Linked DNA regions of Zea mays: region 1 is linked to region 2. A link is a contact called in public Hi-C data. All regions are on one chromosome and are shown on one strand. The core of a region is the stretch at or near the end of the contact, and the rest is flanking DNA. Distances in the headings are between cores, read along the strand shown.

Evidence for each region. Hi-C and Micro-C count contacts between places; a contact is called where the count stands out from the background.
Region 1: a contact with region 2 is called in a Hi-C map of leaf, with 2.0 times the contacts expected there. The contact joins two enhancer-like sites. A contact is called at or near these places in 5 of 25 Hi-C or Micro-C datasets (endosperm, leaf, seedling and 1 more).

What each region holds. Positions count from the first base shown.
Region 1 is chr2:35,923,466-35,928,853 of Zm-B73-REFERENCE-NAM-5.0, reverse strand. It overlaps LOC100383448 (putative RING zinc finger domain superfamily protein), which reads left to right. Exons shown (of 15, transcript NR_156721.1): 10 at 1-30; 11 at 796-843; 12 at 1,147-1,218; 13 at 1,306-1,405; 14 at 1,642-1,768; 15 at 2,026-2,474. Among protein-coding and RNA genes, the nearest start is that of LOC100383448, 19 kb to the left of the region's middle. Within about 2 kb of position 2,688, at least 7 of the 20 cell types and tissues checked have an H3K27ac peak or open chromatin away from gene starts, as enhancers often do. A contact at or near this core is called in leaf, where this site is marked.
Region 2 is chr2:35,531,534-35,536,430 of Zm-B73-REFERENCE-NAM-5.0, reverse strand. It overlaps LOC103646285 (DNA-directed RNA polymerase III subunit 1), which reads left to right. Exons shown (of 27, transcript XM_008671015.2): 22 at 1-12; 23 at 105-221; 24 at 306-388; 25 at 861-1,065; 26 at 1,180-1,382; 27 at 1,565-1,994. The coding sequence ends at 1,616. It also overlaps the pseudogene LOC103648548. Among protein-coding and RNA genes, the nearest start is that of LOC103646285, 30 kb to the left of the region's middle. Within about 2 kb of position 2,105, at least 17 of the 20 cell types and tissues checked have an H3K27ac peak or open chromatin away from gene starts, as enhancers often do. A contact at or near this core is called in leaf, where this site is marked.

The DNA.
Region 1 (5,388 bases), core at 1,439-3,938, 390 kb before region 2:
TATTATGAACGATGGGCAGCCAATCAGTCGGTAAGTATTGAATGTGGTTGAAGTGACCTGAAACTTCAAATCTACATTAGCATGGAGTTCATTCAGAGTGACAATTGATGCATGCCAGCTGTTCTGTTGGCTGGAATTACTACTGTCCATTTTTTTGTTGGATGTTCATGTTGTTGGTTGAGAATCAAGAAAATAATGCTGAATAGTTTCAGTACAGAAATGACAGCTGAGTTCCGCATTTAGGCCTTGTTCGGTTACAAGGGATGAAATCCCACCATTAATCCAGGTCTGGATTGGGTGAATCCACACCTCACTCAATCCCATGGTGGGATTAAATTCATCATTTAATCCATGTATCTTTTAAAGCTAGTTATTCTTTTGATCCATGGATTCTAATATAAACTTGCGCATTATCTTCATGGATTTGTTCCATACCTAATGAGCTATGGATAGAATCCATGCCTTCCATAGTTAAAAAATTTTCCAAACCCTTGGATTATAATCCATGATGGGTTTAACCGAATAAATTTTTTTGAGAAGGCTTGGATTATTTTGGGGCATGGATTATGACATGGATTTAACTCTAATCCATGCTAATCTAGAGCTGGTTTGGTGTAAACGAGCAAGGCCTTAGGTGGTTTTATGAGATTTGGGTTCTTGTCTGCCTAAACCCTGTAGGATGAAAAAAAATGGTGGACTGTTGGTCGATATTGCAGTTCTCATATCACTACTTTGCGCTAGAAGCCTAGAGCACCTTTTTTAGTTACTTGAACATCTGTTTTGTTCATGGCGCAGTCGAGGCAAAAGGCACTGGGGGACCTTCAAAGCCTACAGAATGACAAGGTATATGATGTTTTCCATTGTTTATCTTCTTTCTTTATCCCCCCATTCACATTAACCTGATAAAATCATATACAATTGGAACATTAAGAACCTTCAAGCTGTTCGGCTGCCGGTTTTGATAATAGCTGCGGCTACAAATGTGCTGCAGAAGCTGCGTCCAGGCGGCGGCGGCAGCTGCTGCTGCAGAAGCAAGCAGCCGAATGGCTTGCTTAATGTTTTCCTTTTCAAGCAACCTTATAGTTTAGCTCTCTGTAACCTATCCAGAACTTGTACTAACATTGACTTCTCCATTTCTCTCTTCAGCTTGAAAGGTTAAGTGACATACAAAGTCAACCTGAGTCACAGCTGAAGTTCATTGTAGAGGCATGGTTACAGGTATTACTTCATTATTGTTCGTTAGCCAACTTTAGTTTTTGACAAGTCTTGTTGCTTTACCCTGACCAGTTTAATGTCAATGTACAGATTGTTGAATGCAGAAGGGTATTGAAGTGGACTTATGCCTATGGATTTTACCTGCCAGAGCATGAGCATGCCAAAAGACAGTTCTTTGAATATCTGCAAGGTTTGCAGTTTTGATCTCATAAATAAACATGTACAGACTATTAGACTTTGTTTAGGGATGCAAGTGATGGCACCAATGGGTAAAAGTGGGTCGGTTGGCTGGCCTATTTTTATCGTACTCTTGCTTTGAATCAAATGAGTTTTGGGTCAACCCAGTGACCCAAAAGAAATAGGACTTGCACCCCTACGGCCCTACCTATGTACTAAACTGGCTTATTCTTGGTGTCGTTTATCTAGGTGAGGCAGAATCTGGTTTGGAGCGGCTACATCAATGTGCAGAGAAAGAACTTCAAATATACCTTGACGCAGAATCTCCCTCGAAAGACTTCAATGATTTCCGTACAAAGTTGGCTGGATTAACTAGGTACATGTTACTTCTTTCTATGCCATCTATGCTTGCTTTGATGACATGAACAAAATTACAAAATAACTGCTATGTTGTATCCCTGTGGATGTTTACTGTGTTTCCTTTTTTTTCCCGTGAGGACTTGACCAGCTCTAAGGCTCTAAATTCAAAAACATGACCTTTTTTTTCCATTTGACATCTTTAATTTTACAGTGTGACTCGCAATTATTTTGAAAATCTCGTCCGGGCTCTGGAAACTGGATTAAATGATGTAGGCCCTTCCACTAGCCATGGCACATGCAGCAAAAGCGCAACTTCCAAGAGCCTCGGTGGTAAAAGTAAGAGTGGCAAGAACAGGGCATCAAGCAGCAGTTCCAAATCTGGCGGCTCAACCCGAGGTGTGGATGATAGTAACATCTGGACATGCGATCAGTGCACATATGCAAACCCCAAATCTGCCAGAGCCTGCCAGGCTTGTGATCGCCAGCATCGATAGCGGTGTCAGTCATTGCTAGAGATTTGGACCCCATTTGTCGAGAATTTTCTGGTGTTGCGCCGTGCGATACACAACATACATGAAAATTGAATATTAGCTGATCTCTGGGGGTAGGTTTTCGTGTATCATGGATTGTTTGTCGACTGACTGCGCATGTGAAGCCTCAACTCAGCATCCACTCCCATTTGTGTATATAAGTATATCCATATCTGTAACAATGTTTTGTTCAATGGAAGTAGCGGAGCTAGGAGGCGTCTGCTGCCAAAGGAACTCAACTGTTGTAGTGCTGTTGTAATGTAAGATGCATTGGTCAAATTTAAAGAAAGTTAGTCACCCTGTTACAGAAATTCCAAGGGAACTCTTGTTACATGTGATTGTGGTGGTTGACTGGTGCCAAATTCCTGCCCTTTAGCGTTTACAGAGAAGACAACGGTGTCGGTGGTTGTCTGCTGGGCCAGTAGAGCCCGACTGCACACACTTAACTTTCTGCCTGTTTGTCTCGGTTCTTGAGTGTGAAAATGTCTGTTTGGATGACCGGAACGGCTCTTATTCTGGTTAGAATATGAAGAGATGCTTTCAAACGCGCTTCCAACGGATTAATAACTGTGAATCGTTTTTTACCTCGAAATATTTCGCGCTTCCAGTAGATCTAGGTTCTTTCGAAACATATTTATATTTATACAATTCTTTATTTAGAATTAAGCTTCATTTAAATAATTAGACAAAATCATAGTTACATATAAATACTTCATTTATTGTATATGTTTTGATTAGGCAAAGAATAAAGGCCTTAGATAAATAGATTGTCTAATTCACCCACCTCTTAGACTTAAGTGTCCTACAAAAAGAACTTTGAAACAAAACCTAACTCAAAAAACGAGTTTTTGGTGTTGCAATAGCATCGGAAATGTTTTGTGTGCAACAGATATGGGACACTAGACAGGGGTGCCCTATTATGTTTGAGTGTAACACTAGTGTGTATAGTGAACGTTAGATAGGATGCATTAGATAGGGCTATAAGAGAGTTTGTAGAAGTGGCCTAACAGTTAGCATCCATAGGACATGTCTGATGTACCATCGAACGTGGTGCTAGATAGGGTATGGAGAGAGGATGTAAACTATGTCTAAAAGGTTAAGTACTCACCAAACGTGTCTAGTGTACCATCGAACATATCACATAACATGGTACTTAGTGAGATCTGCAACTATGCATTTGAGGATCTGCAACTATGCATTTGAGGTTGTACTCACTAGATATGTCTAGTGTGGCACCGGTGTGTGTCGGTGTTTGATACCAACAAACCACATGATACTGAAAGTCGCCTAGAGAGGGTGAATGGGAGAAATCTGAAATTTATAACTTTAAACACGAACTTCAACCCCCAGTAGGCGTTACAACGAGAGTAACAATAATCAGAGTGAGGGAGAGAGAGTTCTTGCCCAAGTTGCTCAAATGATTGCAGAATTACTTTGGGACCAACTTAGTTGATAAGGAATCAAGCGCAAGCAAGAGAACTAGAGAGAGGGGAGAGGAAGAAACAAATCACAATTGAGGAACAAACACAGAACGTGGGCAATTTGTGTAACACCTCAGGTGTTAGTAAAGGGGGTCAAACCAACCCACAGTCCTTAACCCATTATCTCATGTGGATCACTTAGAGCAAAAGTCACCACACTTAAAGAACAAGGCTCTAATTAGGTGCTAACCATCCTAAATGATTTAACTAAATCACCTCATAGTAATCAAAGGGAGGGAATTAACCCAAAACCCTAAGTTTACCCCTTGGGAGCAAGGGGGGCACCAAAAACAAGTGATTAAGGAAACTAATTAAATCCCATCATCACAAAGTGGGCCATTAACAAAAGTTATACTTCACTAAATAACTAACAAAAGTTATTAAGGGTTAAGCACCGAAAAGGCTTAGCAAAATCCCTAATCATGTCAAATGTGTGTGAGAAGAGAGGAGAAATCAGAAAACTCATTAACTAAAAATCAGCCCTTCAACAAAGACCCTAAGTGTTCACTAAGCTACAAACCCCAAACCAGTGGACTATAATTACCTAAGTTGTGCCTAATTACATAATCTAACACATGCCAAAAGGTGGCCTCGAGACCAGGAAGTTTGACACGACTTGACATCCTTTTTGCCTCATATTTGGACTATGAGATAGACCAACCTTTTCCCTCCCATATCTTATAAACCACTGAACAATATCTCTTAACACCCATACAAGAGAGCTAGCTTAGGGAGTGGTGAAGACGCCATGTACAGAAATCCCACTGAGATCAGGCTCGGACAAGTGACTACATGATTTAGAACACAGGCATATGAACCGCAACCACGTGTTCACCACGAGCTGGCACTCTGGAGCCCCCCCACACGCCCACGGTCGGCCACCACCCTGTCCGCCCGTGCTATAAAAGCCGCCCCGACCCCCAGTGACGTTCCCCGTGCTTCCATGAACCGAACCCAAGCTCTGCCTACCGACGATCGCTTGAGATCAGATAGCTCCGCTGCCCGCCACCGTCTCCGAGAGCCGACCGCCGTGGATAACAGTTCTCGGTAACCTCCAGTCCAGCTTGAGCCCACTGTCAGCTTCACTGGATCCCAGTGAAGCTTCCCGAAGCAAGAGCCAAAGCTCTACCTCACCAGAATGGCGGGATCACCCTCTCCGGAGTTGTGAGTCCTGCAGGTGAACATGGCCAGAGCCAACAGGTGTGCCATTGTCAAATTACTCACGCCTACAGCTTCTCCAACATCTAGTGAAGCTTCCAGTGTCACGTGATTGAACTCTACTGTCGTGGTCAGGCCAGAATCCTCGCCATCGATGAGTTTCTTCGCCCGTGCACGTGGCCAGGACGCCTCCTCCACCACCGACGACAAGTCGACCAACGACGTATTCGCCGTGACATCCCCGATCTCACCCGACCCTTCACTGGAGCTCTACTATCGCCGGTGAGCCTCGTGCTACTATTCTAGTGAACCGAAGGACTGTGGGTTGGATAATTCATATGTGAAAGTTGCCTAGAGGGAGGGTGAATAGGCGGAAACTGAAATTTATAACTTTAAACACAACTACAAGCCGGGGTTAGCGTTAGAAATAAAACCGGGTCCAAAAGAGAGGGCGAAAACAAATCAAC
Region 2 (4,897 bases), core at 856-3,355:
TTAAAATCTGAGGTATAAACAAAGTTCCAAGTTTGATACATCAGGTGGAAAATTTATTATTAGTTATCTGTGTTTGCAATTTACAGTCAAATGATTTTTTGCAGCATGTCCGAGTCATTGATAGAGCCAAGTTGCGAATATATCCAGCTGGAACTGACAAGCTCAAACTTCAGCTTGAACTGCATAACCTCAAATCCATCCTTCCAAAAGTGATTGTGAAGGTGAACAATTTCCTGCCATTTTCGCTTGTAAAAATATTTATAATACCATGATCATTGCTGACCTTTCTAGAATTATAAATTCAGGGCATTCCAACTGTTGAAAGGGTTGTTATTGATGAAGTTAAAGTCAACAACGCGACAGAAAGATACCAATTGTTGGTTGAAGGGTAAGCTCCCCCTCCCCCCCAAAACAAGAAAAAAATGTCACATTTGACCAGTAGTTTTTGTAGGGTATGTTCTTAAAACCTTCGAAGTTTATGATATTTTGCAAGTATTTTTCAGTACAATTATACACATTCAACTTGCATGTTTTCGAACTAGATAATTACATTTGCATGTTTTCAAAATAAATAATGTAAAAGTTATTGTTGTTTATAGTTTTTAAGGCTTCACTAAATCATGTCCTGAACAGCATGTTTTTATAATCGGAGTTAGCATTTCTTTTTATTGATTTAGCAGCAGTAACCTTCACTTTGGTAACCTTCAATTGCACGTTTAAAACTAGTTTCGTGTTAGTAAGAACGGCAAGATCAAAGCTGTTTCGCCTTAGCATGTTTTTTTTTTGAGAAACGCCTTAGCATGGCTTATGCAGTATCATTTGACATGATCTGCGCTAATCAAAGAAATGTGTAATTACAGAACAAACCTCCTGGCAGTCATGGGTACCCCAGGAGTTGATGCTAGGAAGACGAAAAGTAATCACATCATGGAAACGAACCAAACACTTGGAATTGAAGCTGCTAGGAGATCTATTATTGATGAGATTCAATACACAATGAAAAGTCATGGCATGAACATTGATCGGAGACATATGATGCTCTTGGCAGATTTAATGACATACAAGGTATCATGATCTGACCTTCTCTGGAAAATGGATGATGTTTTTCCTACTGTCCATGTGCTTTATTACATGCTTAAAGACCTTCACCCGTTTTACTTGTGTGAATTCCCTGAGCAGGGTGAAATTCTCGGCATTACTAGATACGGCATTGCAAAGATGAAAAGCAGTGTGCTGATGCTTGCTTCATTTGAGAAAACCGCAGAACATCTATTCAATGCCTCATACAGTGGTCGTCAGGATCAGATAGAGGGAGTTAGTGAATGCATTATCATGGGCATTCCCATGCAGCTCGGTACCGGTATTCTCAAAGTCAGGCAAAGGTACGTACAATTTTATTATACCCTTAAACTGTGGTACGGCGCAACACACTTTGCACTGAACTTCTCATCCAGCTTGTTGAAAAGTTTGCCATCTTTTTTTTTTACTTGAAATTTTCCGGTGGTACCTGTGTTTCTAAACAAACCACATGATATTGTTGATTTGATGCCATTTCCCTTTGCAGGCTCGACCATGTGCCTGAATTCAAGTACCAACCGGACCCGATACTGTCGTGATACATACATGTGGACTGAAGCTGGAACTCTGTACATATATATAGCTGGGTCATACATGCATAGCGTAGCGTAGCCTAGGGCAACCCTGGCGGCTTGTCATTTCTCCGGTGAACATCTAACTAGTCTCGTTCCATCTCCATGAGGCAGACTCTAGGTCAACAACTCCCTCTTCGGCTGCATCGGCAAATGCGAGAGTAAAATTGTGGCAAACACTTGCTACATCTTCTAGGCAGTGGTACATGATCGTGTTACATATCTCTGCAGGCTAATGAAGCCTGGGAAGAATCATTGTTTTTTTCTTGACTAGATAAATATCTGTGTTGTAAAGGAAAAATAATAATACAATGAGAATTAAGAATTACACGCGTGTTTGCCAAACCACGATACTTCAGTGAGATGGTTGCTGTTAAGGCCCATTAGGCCTAGGCCTACTGCATATATATATATATATCTGTATCTGTACTAACTATTAAGACCATACTGTAGACTGCCCCCGCCAACAACCGTCCGCCCGATCCCGCCGCGACCTCGCCCGCCGCCAACCGCCTGTCGCGACCCCTGACCGTCGCCAACCGCAAGAAGCGAACGCCCCACCGCCGCGAATCGCGTCTGCCGCGACCGCTCCGCAAACGCTGCGAACAGCCCGCACGCCGTGCCGCGGTACGCCCGCCGAGACCTGTCGCAACCTGCCGCGAACAACCTCGCCCGTCGGGAACCTCCTGCCGCTGCAATTCGCCCGCCTGCCTCTATCCGCCCCGAGCTCAATAGAACCCCGCCTGCTGCTGCGAACCCCACCCGTCGCCGCGAACGCCAGCCGCCGCGAACGCCCGCAAGCCACGATACACCCGCCACAATATTTTTCTGTTCCAGGATATTTCTCGCTGGGAAGAAGGTTATGCAGATAGCGTTGGGGCGTCCGCCTGCTGATGAAGCTGAGACAGGCCTCCACAAACTTTCCAAGGCGAGAGCTGTTCCCTTTTTCGAAATTTAGTAGGCGCTGTATTCCAGTTTCCTCAGACCATCAGTATGAGGTTTTGACCGAAGTAACTTCGCTGTGTTTAGTTCCTTCAAGGCAACTCTGGTCTGTTCTTCACCAATCTTCCAAGGGATGATGTTGAGAGGTAGTATCCGGATGCCGTCACCGTTACTCGCATTTCTTGTTTTAGCTTTATATATGAAGATTTTGATATGGCCATGTATATCATACTGGCAGGATGTTTCGAGAATTTGAGGAGCATGATTTTGCAAGGACAGGATGTACTGCGGCAGATACGGTATTCTGGTTTTGCTTTTTCATTTATATCCCTGGTTTGGTTTCTTCAAATAGACTCACTAGGAAGTTGACAATGAAACTTATTTGCGGTAGCTCCTTAGTGCCATTTTTGGTTTCCTGTATAATGTGTTTCGCCAAATTTACAGAACCTTTTAAAAAAACATTTACAATTCCTCAGGTTGAGCTTAAGGAAGGCCCTCTAGAACAGTTCACACATGAGATGGAGCCCTTTCTACGCAAGCAAGGACTTCCAGTTCGCTTGAACAAAGGTTTGCTGTCTCGTCTGCATTACATATATGCTTAAAATTCTGCCAAGAGGTCATTAAAAAGTCAGTCTACCATTTGTTGGTGCAGGTGTCGTAGAGTTAGTTGCAGACCATGTAGTTTGTGAGGAAGGGAAGCCCCTTGCGCCAGAAGCAGCATAGACTCTGGTACGTGTGATGCATGTCATATGTTTGATTTAAAAGATATGCCATAAATCCATAATTCACTATGTAACTTATGACCAGTCTAAACTTTAGGCTCCATTGTGCCCAGATTACGTGAAAACCGACATGTTCTCATTTTTATCCTTTTCTACTCCATTGTATTGAGTCTCATTCGGTCTCTCTCTTGCAGCGGCTGCTTGGGATACAGATGGCGACATTCCATCTATACCTTGTGTGTCGCTGGTCGAGCGATGAATTTGAAGCTTACAAAGAAGGCTTGATGCACCTAGGAGCTGATGATTCATCTTAAGCTTGTGTTTCGTGTATACACAACACAAAGGGCACTTGCTGTCTTCGCTGGGTTGGAAATTAGAAAGATGCTATCTGCAGAAAATTTTTGCTAGAAATGCGAGTAACGGTGAGATGATAACTTCCATAGTACCGTATGGATCAATTTGTATTGTTTTTATTGTAAGTGATTTATGTTTGATTTCACGACTATTTTGTTCCTAAATTATATTTGCACGCAAGGTGATCTTGCACTCATCGATTGGATTAAAGAACTTGCACTCCGGTTGCTGATGGTTGTCATTGGGAGCAGTATCAGATCTATTCCAATTACAGGCAAGGATGTTACCCAGTTTATTCATCAACTTCTAAAGGTAGCTTCCTCTGCCTTCTTGTTGACTGTAGAAAGACACTACTCAACCTGTCTAGATAACGGTACTATCTACATTTTACTATCTACATTTAATGGTAAAATATCATGTGCATTGTGCAATCAACGAATCTGAAACATTAAATATGTATCCAATGGTAACTGCCGTTATATTTATATTCTTTCACCTCACACACCGTTGAAATTTGCCAAACCCCCCTGAAATAGCTACCGTCAGATATAGATTGAACGTCTCATATTGGATGATTGCACGATTGCACAGATATGAGTGATTGCACACGATATGTCCCCGAGAATAGAAATATGAAAATGTGGTTCATCTGGAGAAGCAACTATCATAATGGTATATTTGATGTGTAATAATATATCAAACAATAAGTTACACTTGAACATTCATTCAAGAAAAAGCTCCACCTGAACATGTTAACGAACTCCTTTGGGCTTGCATGAACTACAGGGACCTTGAGATGGGTAAGGAGGTAGCCAAGAAGCTTTTTGTGATTGAGCCAGGTAATACCGGGAACTATGTCCTGCTTGCTAATATCTATGCGTCACATGGAAGATTGGAGGAGGCAAAGGAGGTGCGGAGGTGGATGATGTTTCAGGAGTTAAGGAAGGAAAAGGGATGCAGTTTAATCAACAATTGAGAACCAAATCTGATGCTTATGTGCCGATTCAACGAGGCTAAAGCCACGCATTTCATGCAACTCTGTACAAAATTGTAAGTTTGTTTTCATCATGATTTTCATGGATGTTCTGGTGTAAATTTAATATATATTTTCTCTATTAATTTCTTGAGAAATAAAGTTGGAGGCCTTGAAGATTTGTCATTAATAGTTTATATTGTCAGTTTTACAAGAGCAGATATCTCATTACTGGTTGTTGTTCTTGGATTTGAAAT